2 separate regions of the Sus scrofa genome follow, and region 2 is linked to region 1. The links are chromatin contacts, called in public Hi-C maps. All regions are on one chromosome and are shown on one strand. Each heading gives the region's core, a stretch centred on a gene start, on an enhancer-like site or on the middle of the called end of the contact. The rest is flanking DNA. Distances are from core to core; before and after follow the strand shown.

The links. A called contact is a pair of places that touch in the nucleus more often than the background predicts.
Region 2: a contact with region 1 is called in a Hi-C map of liver, with 5 times the contacts expected there. The contact joins two enhancer-like sites. A contact is called at or near these places in 3 of 5 promoter capture datasets (fetal liver, fetal skeletal muscle and liver), 34 of 47 Hi-C or Micro-C datasets (adipocytes, adipose tissue, alveolar macrophages and 17 more) and 2 of 2 datasets of contacts at active chromatin or transcription factors (alveolar macrophages and skeletal muscle).

What each region holds. Positions count from the first base shown.
Region 1 is chr16:68,391,149-68,394,287 of Sscrofa11.1, reverse strand. LARP1 (la-related protein 1) reads left to right here. Exons shown (of 19, transcript XM_021076708.1): 19 at 1-3,139. Among named protein-coding and RNA genes, the nearest start is that of FAXDC2, 33 kb to the right of the region's middle. Within about 2 kb of position 1,612, at least 12 of the 83 cell types and tissues checked have an H3K27ac peak or open chromatin away from gene starts, as enhancers often do. A contact at or near this core is called in adipose tissue and liver, where this site is marked.
Region 2 is chr16:68,528,577-68,531,715 of Sscrofa11.1, reverse strand. No RefSeq gene overlaps it. Among named protein-coding and RNA genes, the nearest start is that of LARP1, 79 kb to the right of the region's middle. Within about 2 kb of position 1,570, at least 27 of the 83 cell types and tissues checked have an H3K27ac peak or open chromatin away from gene starts, as enhancers often do. A contact at or near this core is called in adipose tissue and liver, where this site is marked.

The sequences.
Region 1 (3,139 bases), core at 363-2,862:
GTCCCCAGTCCCGGGAGAAGGGACAGAGGAGGGACAGGCCTAGGGTCATTAGCACGGGCCTTTGTGCTGAGTAGCAGTATGTACACCATTTGGGCTATCGGGTGCCCCTGGGCAGGAGCCTCCACACATCCCTTCCCCCTTCTCTCTCCATGACTCTTCTTCACATCCTAGCTTCGGGGGGAGGGGAAGGGGGAAAAGTTTTTTTTATATATATATACATATATATATATATATATCAAGTTTTAAATTATTGATAGCTCGTCTGGATTACCAAAATCACTCTGCAGCCCTGCCCGCGGCTGGTAGGCCGCAACCCACTTCCAGCCGCCTCCTGCTCCCCTTCAAGCCAACTATGCAGCCCACAAGAAGGCCCTGTGGGGCCCCATTGCCCAGCACTGTCCCATGGAAGGCTCTGGCAGCGTCCCTGGACCCCACGAGCACCGGCCCCTTGACCATCTGGGGCTTGCCGTCACCGTGTTCTCTCCCCGCCGTCCCCACCACACCCTTCTGCCATCCTCTGGGAGAAGGAAACCAAAGGATCTAAAGGGGAGGGGCTCGCTCCACTCCCCTCTCCCCGTGCCCCTTACTCCCCAGCCCAGAAGGACGCTGCTCGTACCAGAAAAGACTATTGAAAGATGATTTATTTTATTTTTCTCAGACCTTTCCATCCTTGGGAAAATGGGGGGGGGAAAAAAAGATAAAATCGACCATAAAAGACCAAAAAAAAAAAAAAAAAAAAAAAGCATCAGAAAACCCCCACCTAATCCACAAAAAAATATCTTTCCTCTACCCTTGGATTTTTTTTTTTTTAATTTTTTTTTTTTTTGGTTTGTTCTTGGAAATAATATTTTTTTAAAAGTTGCCTTATTGTGGAGTGAGAATCTGAAATACCCAAATGCCTGTTTTCCTCGGTGGAGTCAACTTGAAGAGCTCCCACCTTCTCTGGATGTGCCTGGGCTGGATTGGCTAGGATCTTTCTCTGGACTGAGTTGCATGTACAGTGCCTCCTGCCTGTAGGCAAGAGAGTTGGGAGCGGCTCAGATCAGAGCCGTGCCTGAAATATCCCTGCTGTTGCATCATTTGAAGCTGACGTCCTGTGTCTGTACACTGCTGCCACTGTTGTGTCCTCGCTCTGCTTGCTGTTGCCTCACGCCAGGCCCCATCCTGTTGTGACACCCTTCATCCTACCCTTGGAACCCCAAGGCCAAGTTTGCTTCAAACTGTTGGAGGACAGCGTTGGCCTGGATCTGGGGCACACTCGTCCTCAGCTCGACCGTCTCCCCCACCTCAGAGGGGAAAACTGAACACTGGACAGCTGAGGCTTGGAAACATTTCTAAGTGTTGCCATGAAAGATTGGTGAGACCTCAAGGAGGCTTTGTCTCATAAAAGGTGGAGAAAGATGCCGTTCTCCCTTGGGCCGGGTGGGTATGCCCATCTTGTGTTCCCCTCCCGCGCAAGCCATTTCCACCCACCCTCCTGTGGACCCCACCTGCGAAGGAGACGAGGAAGCTTTGAGGGTGGGGGCGTCCTGCCGGTTGGAGAAGCCCCTTGGCAGGACGGCGTATGTGGACATGGGGTCTCCCCGACTTCTCTTCTCCAGCCACGGATTGCTTGGCTCGGGCTGTGACTGACAGTGGATTGGCTGGAGTCTCCTCGCATCCAAAGCTAGGGAGGGTGACTGAAGACCAACCCTCACAGACTGGGCCACGTGCCAGGTGCGGGTGTGATGACACATTTGCCCTGTGGTGGCAGTAGCCATGCACTCAGATTTCTTGGCGTTTTTTTCACTTGCTTCCTCTGTTGGGCCCTGAGGTCGGGAGGAGGAGACAGTATCTCAGGCTGGCAAGGGCTTGCCCCATCTTGGGCACTTCATTTCTTTGGCCGGTGCCCTCCCTGCATCTCTGTCCTCCCGGTGGTTAGTATGGGAAAGCCCATCTCAGTTCCTGTGAGCCAGTTGTCTTGAAAGCCAAGGTTGAGTGACCTCTGCTTTGACAGTGGGGTCTAAGGCCTCTCCCTGCCCAGTCTGGTGCCTGCCCCACAATGTACCAGACACTGGACTGTTGCACCCCGTCCTCTTTCCCTTCATTCCAACCCTTTTCCTTTGGGTCTCTCTCAGCCCTGTACTGTATCCAGCACCACAGAAACCTCAGTGTTTGTCCTCTGTGGGGTTTGGGGGCACAAGGAAGCCTTGGGGGTGTGGGGGTAAGGCTCTTAGCTAGAGCTTCCTCCCAGGCCTGGGGGCTGCCATTCTCTGCCTGATCCTCCCCACAGACACCCAAAAAGAGGCAGCCCCTTTGGGTGGGGAGGTTAGGACTTCATCTCAAAACAGGCTGAGGATGGGGGGAGGGGAGAGTGTTTTTCTTCCTTTTTTTTTTTTTTTTTTTTTTTTTTTTCCTTTTGTAACATGTTAGGAGTTATTGTTGCGAAGAGTAGTTTACATCTTCACTTTCTGAAGACACTTGAATTTAGGACCGATGTATCTGTGACAAGCATGCCAGGAGTAGCAAGGGCCATCAGGGCTTGCCACTTCATACCCACCATCTTCCATGGGGAATCCAAGATCTGAGCAACAAAGCAACAGCCTGCCTAAATCCTTCTGTTCATCCCGTGCCCTCCCAAGATGGGTCCATGCCAACACCACTTTTGAGCATCAAACATCACAAGGTCTGTACACCTCAGCCGTGCAGAGGGGCAGGTTTCTCTCACTTGCTCCTAAATCCAGGAGTAAATGCACTACCATGTAGAGAAGGGCTGCCCCAGCCTGCACCCCCTTGGGCTCAGATCGAGGTGTGAAGCCCCCATGTCAAAGTTAAGTTTTTGTTTAGTTTTATTGTAGCTCTTGTTTTCCCTTTCCTGATAACTGATTTAACAAAAGAAAGCTGCTCAAAAAGTCCTGGCAGTGGGGAGGAGGGGCAAGGAGGAAACAGCTAGCTGGTGGGGGCGGGTGTTGGGGGCTGGTTGACAGCCTGGGTAGAGTGGTCTGGATCATCTGGTGCCCTCCCAAGTGGGACCCCGGAGTAGCTCCTGTGTGGAGGGGTCCCTGGGTTTGCCCCAGCCCCACTCTCTCCTTGAGCCGTGTCGACAGCAGAGGCAGAGAAGATGAGGATGCACAGCCCATTTCTGACTGGAGAGGAAAGC
Region 2 (3,139 bases), core at 321-2,820, 140 kb before region 1:
TTTTGATTCCAGAAAATAAATTTCACTGAATATTGACTCCTGCCTTATTTCCCTAAATATTTATGGAATGCTTGATATGTGCCAAATGATGTACCATTGTTAGTTGTATGAATGCTCACAACCTTAGGAGGGCTGTGATTATCAACTTGCAAAAGAGGAAACTGAGGCTGAGAGTTAAGTAACTTGCCGAGGTCACCGAGCAAGAAAATGGCAGGAGTTAAATTAATCATTTGGTGTGACCCCTGCCGGAACTTTTCCACGCCAGTATACCTGAGGGGCTTTTACCTTTATCAGGAAAGAGAGAGGAGGAGTTCCCACTGTGGCTCAGCGGGTTTAGAACCCAACATAGTGTCCGTGAGGCTGTGGTTCCATCCCTGGCCTCACTCAGTGGGTTAATCAGGTTGCAACGAGCTGCAGTGTAGGATGCAGATGTGGTTCAGATTCGGCGTGGCTGAGGCTGTGGTGTAGGCCAGCAGCGGCACCTCGGATTCGGATTTGACCCCTAGCCTAGGAACTTCCATATGCCGCAGGTGCGGCCGTAAAAGAAAAAAAGAGAGAGTAGGATTTTTTTCGGTCTTGTTTTGTTGTCTTTTTAGGGTCTCGCCCAGGGGCGAATGGAAGTTCCCAAGCTAGGGGTTGAATTAGAGCTCTCTTTCCCCCCCGCCCCCTCCCCCCGGCCCCACCAGGCAGAGACATCCTCTGTGGACACCCTCTCTGTGTGCACGGGGCACACACACATTGAAAAAGTACCACTTTTGGAGTTCCCGCTGTGGAGCAGTGGGTTAAGGATCTGGCATTGCTGCAGCTGCGACGCAGGTTGCTCCTGGCTCAGATTCGATCCATGGCCCGGAACTTCCATACGCTGCCGAGAGGTGAAAAAGGAAGGAAGGAAGAAGAGGCACCACTTTTTAGGTTTCAACGTACAGATCCGTCACCACAAAGGAATGGAAGAAGGAAAGGAGAATGGAAGCCCCCAGGCTTTTGTTGACACAATAGGGCAGTGGGGAGGGGAGGGGGGAGGATTCGAAAGCCGTTGGAAAATGCCTCAAGGGCAGAAGGCGACTTTAGGCTCCACCCTGTGATTTGGAGCCTCTCCGAGGGGGCTTTCTCGGGTCTCTTACGGTGGAGGGGGGACGCCCCAACACGGAGCTACAGCTAACGAGAGAGACTCCCCCGTGCAGTGCCTTCCGCCCCCCTGTCCCCAGCCACCCACCCTGCCTCGGCTTCCTCCGCCCTCTCCGCACCCTCGCAGCTGAGAGGAAACTGAGGCACAGGGGGGTGGATGAACGGTGATGGGCAGTACAGGGCGGTCCTAGGCCCGGGGACACGGAGCGAGGGGGCGTGAGGGTGGTCCTGGACCCGCCGCTGGGGAGGCGACCCCCAGGGCCCACAGCAGGGAGCAGGCAGAGGCTCTCCCTTGCCGACAAGCTGGGCGTCCTTCTGACTCCACCCTCCCCCGGCGCTGCCCGCCCCTCCCGAGGGCACACTTTATCTGAGTCCTGGGCACACAGCTGCACACTCTCACCCGCTGAGGCCCTCCCTGGAAGGCGGCATCTGACCTTTGGACATGTAAACAAGACTTGGCCTGGCCCTGGGTGGCAGGGCTTGTCCTTGGGGCCGGTCGACTTGGGCATGACCAGGCAGGCATGTTTGCGAGGGCTCAGGGTCACACTGGGCCTCCGCGGATCACTCAGAGTTGATCCTGGAGGCCCAAGGACAGTCCATCCTGCTGTCGGCCTGTACGCTGGGGACTCTCAGTGGTATTTTCGGGGCCCAGGTGACTTCCTAAAAGAGGAGCAGGCTGGAACCAAAGACTCTCAGGGGAACCTCAGGGGTTCAGAGAGGGGATGACATGTACTCAGAGCCACACAGCAGACAAAAGTCACATCCACAGACAGACCAGGCTGGTAACACCTTCTCTGGGTCTTAGCAGCTTTTCCATCCAGTGGGAGAGGCCCACCAGCATCCCTGGCTCACACCCCTGCTGCAGACCCTGGCCCCGCTGGTACACCCACCCCCTGAAGCTCCTCTTATCTCCAGGGCCCTGGAACCTGCTGATTCCTGGGGCTGGGCCCACCCTCTCTGGGGTCACCAGATGAATGGGACTGCAGGGGCTGTGCGGGCCTGATATGGGGCTCGGTGGGCCCCAGCCTTTATCAGTGGGGATTGGGACTCTGGACAAGCAGGTGGCCCCATCTGGAAGAAGGAGCAGTGGGGAGAGGGTACCCAGGTCCTGGGCCAAGGAGATACAGGACAGGAACTTTTTTAGTAACTTTTCTAAATCTTTTTTTTTTTTTTTTAAAGCAAAATATTGCTTTCTCTGATTAGAAAGGTCCAGGCATGTTCCACCAAATTTAACAGAGCAGAAAGAGATGGCATTGAAAGTGAAAGCGCCTATAAGACGTTTCCGAGGCATAATCCCCAGGCCCAGTTTGGGGTTATCTCCAGATTTTTTTGTACACATAGGCTAGCCTTACTAGATTGGAATCATATCATCGGCTCCAACCATGTGGCTTCATAGTTTCATCTCTGAGCCTCAATTTTTTCATCTATAAAACTTCGCAGGAGAGTTCTGTGACACAGGAGGTTATGGATCTGGCATCGCCCCTGCTGTGGCTTTGGTCACAGCTGTGGCTCTAGTCAGTGCTGGGACGCAGGTTCGATCCCTGGCTTGGGAATTTCCACATGCCACAGGCATGGCCAAAAAAAAAAAAAAAAAAAAAGTATTGCATGAATGTTGTCAGGATTACACAAAGTAATGCATGTGTGGCACCTAACCTGGGCCCAGCCCCCAGAGAGCTCTGAATAATTGTCAGTATGTTCCTCTTGTGGCTCAGCCAGTGGTAATGAACCCAGCTAGGATCCATGAGGACTCGGGTTCGATCCCTGGCCCTGCTCAGTGGGTTAAAGGATCTGGTGTTGCCGTGAACTGTGATGTAGGTCACAGACATGGCTCAGATCTGGCGTTGCTGTGGCTGGGGGGTAGGCCAGCGGCTACAGCTCTGATTCAACCCCTAGCCTGGGAACTTCCACATGCTGCAGGTGTGGCCCTAAAAAAAGTAACTGTTCAATGTCACCAGCGTTGTTACGTCACTGCCTTTATTTTTCATTTAATGACACAACACCAGCACCTTTCCAG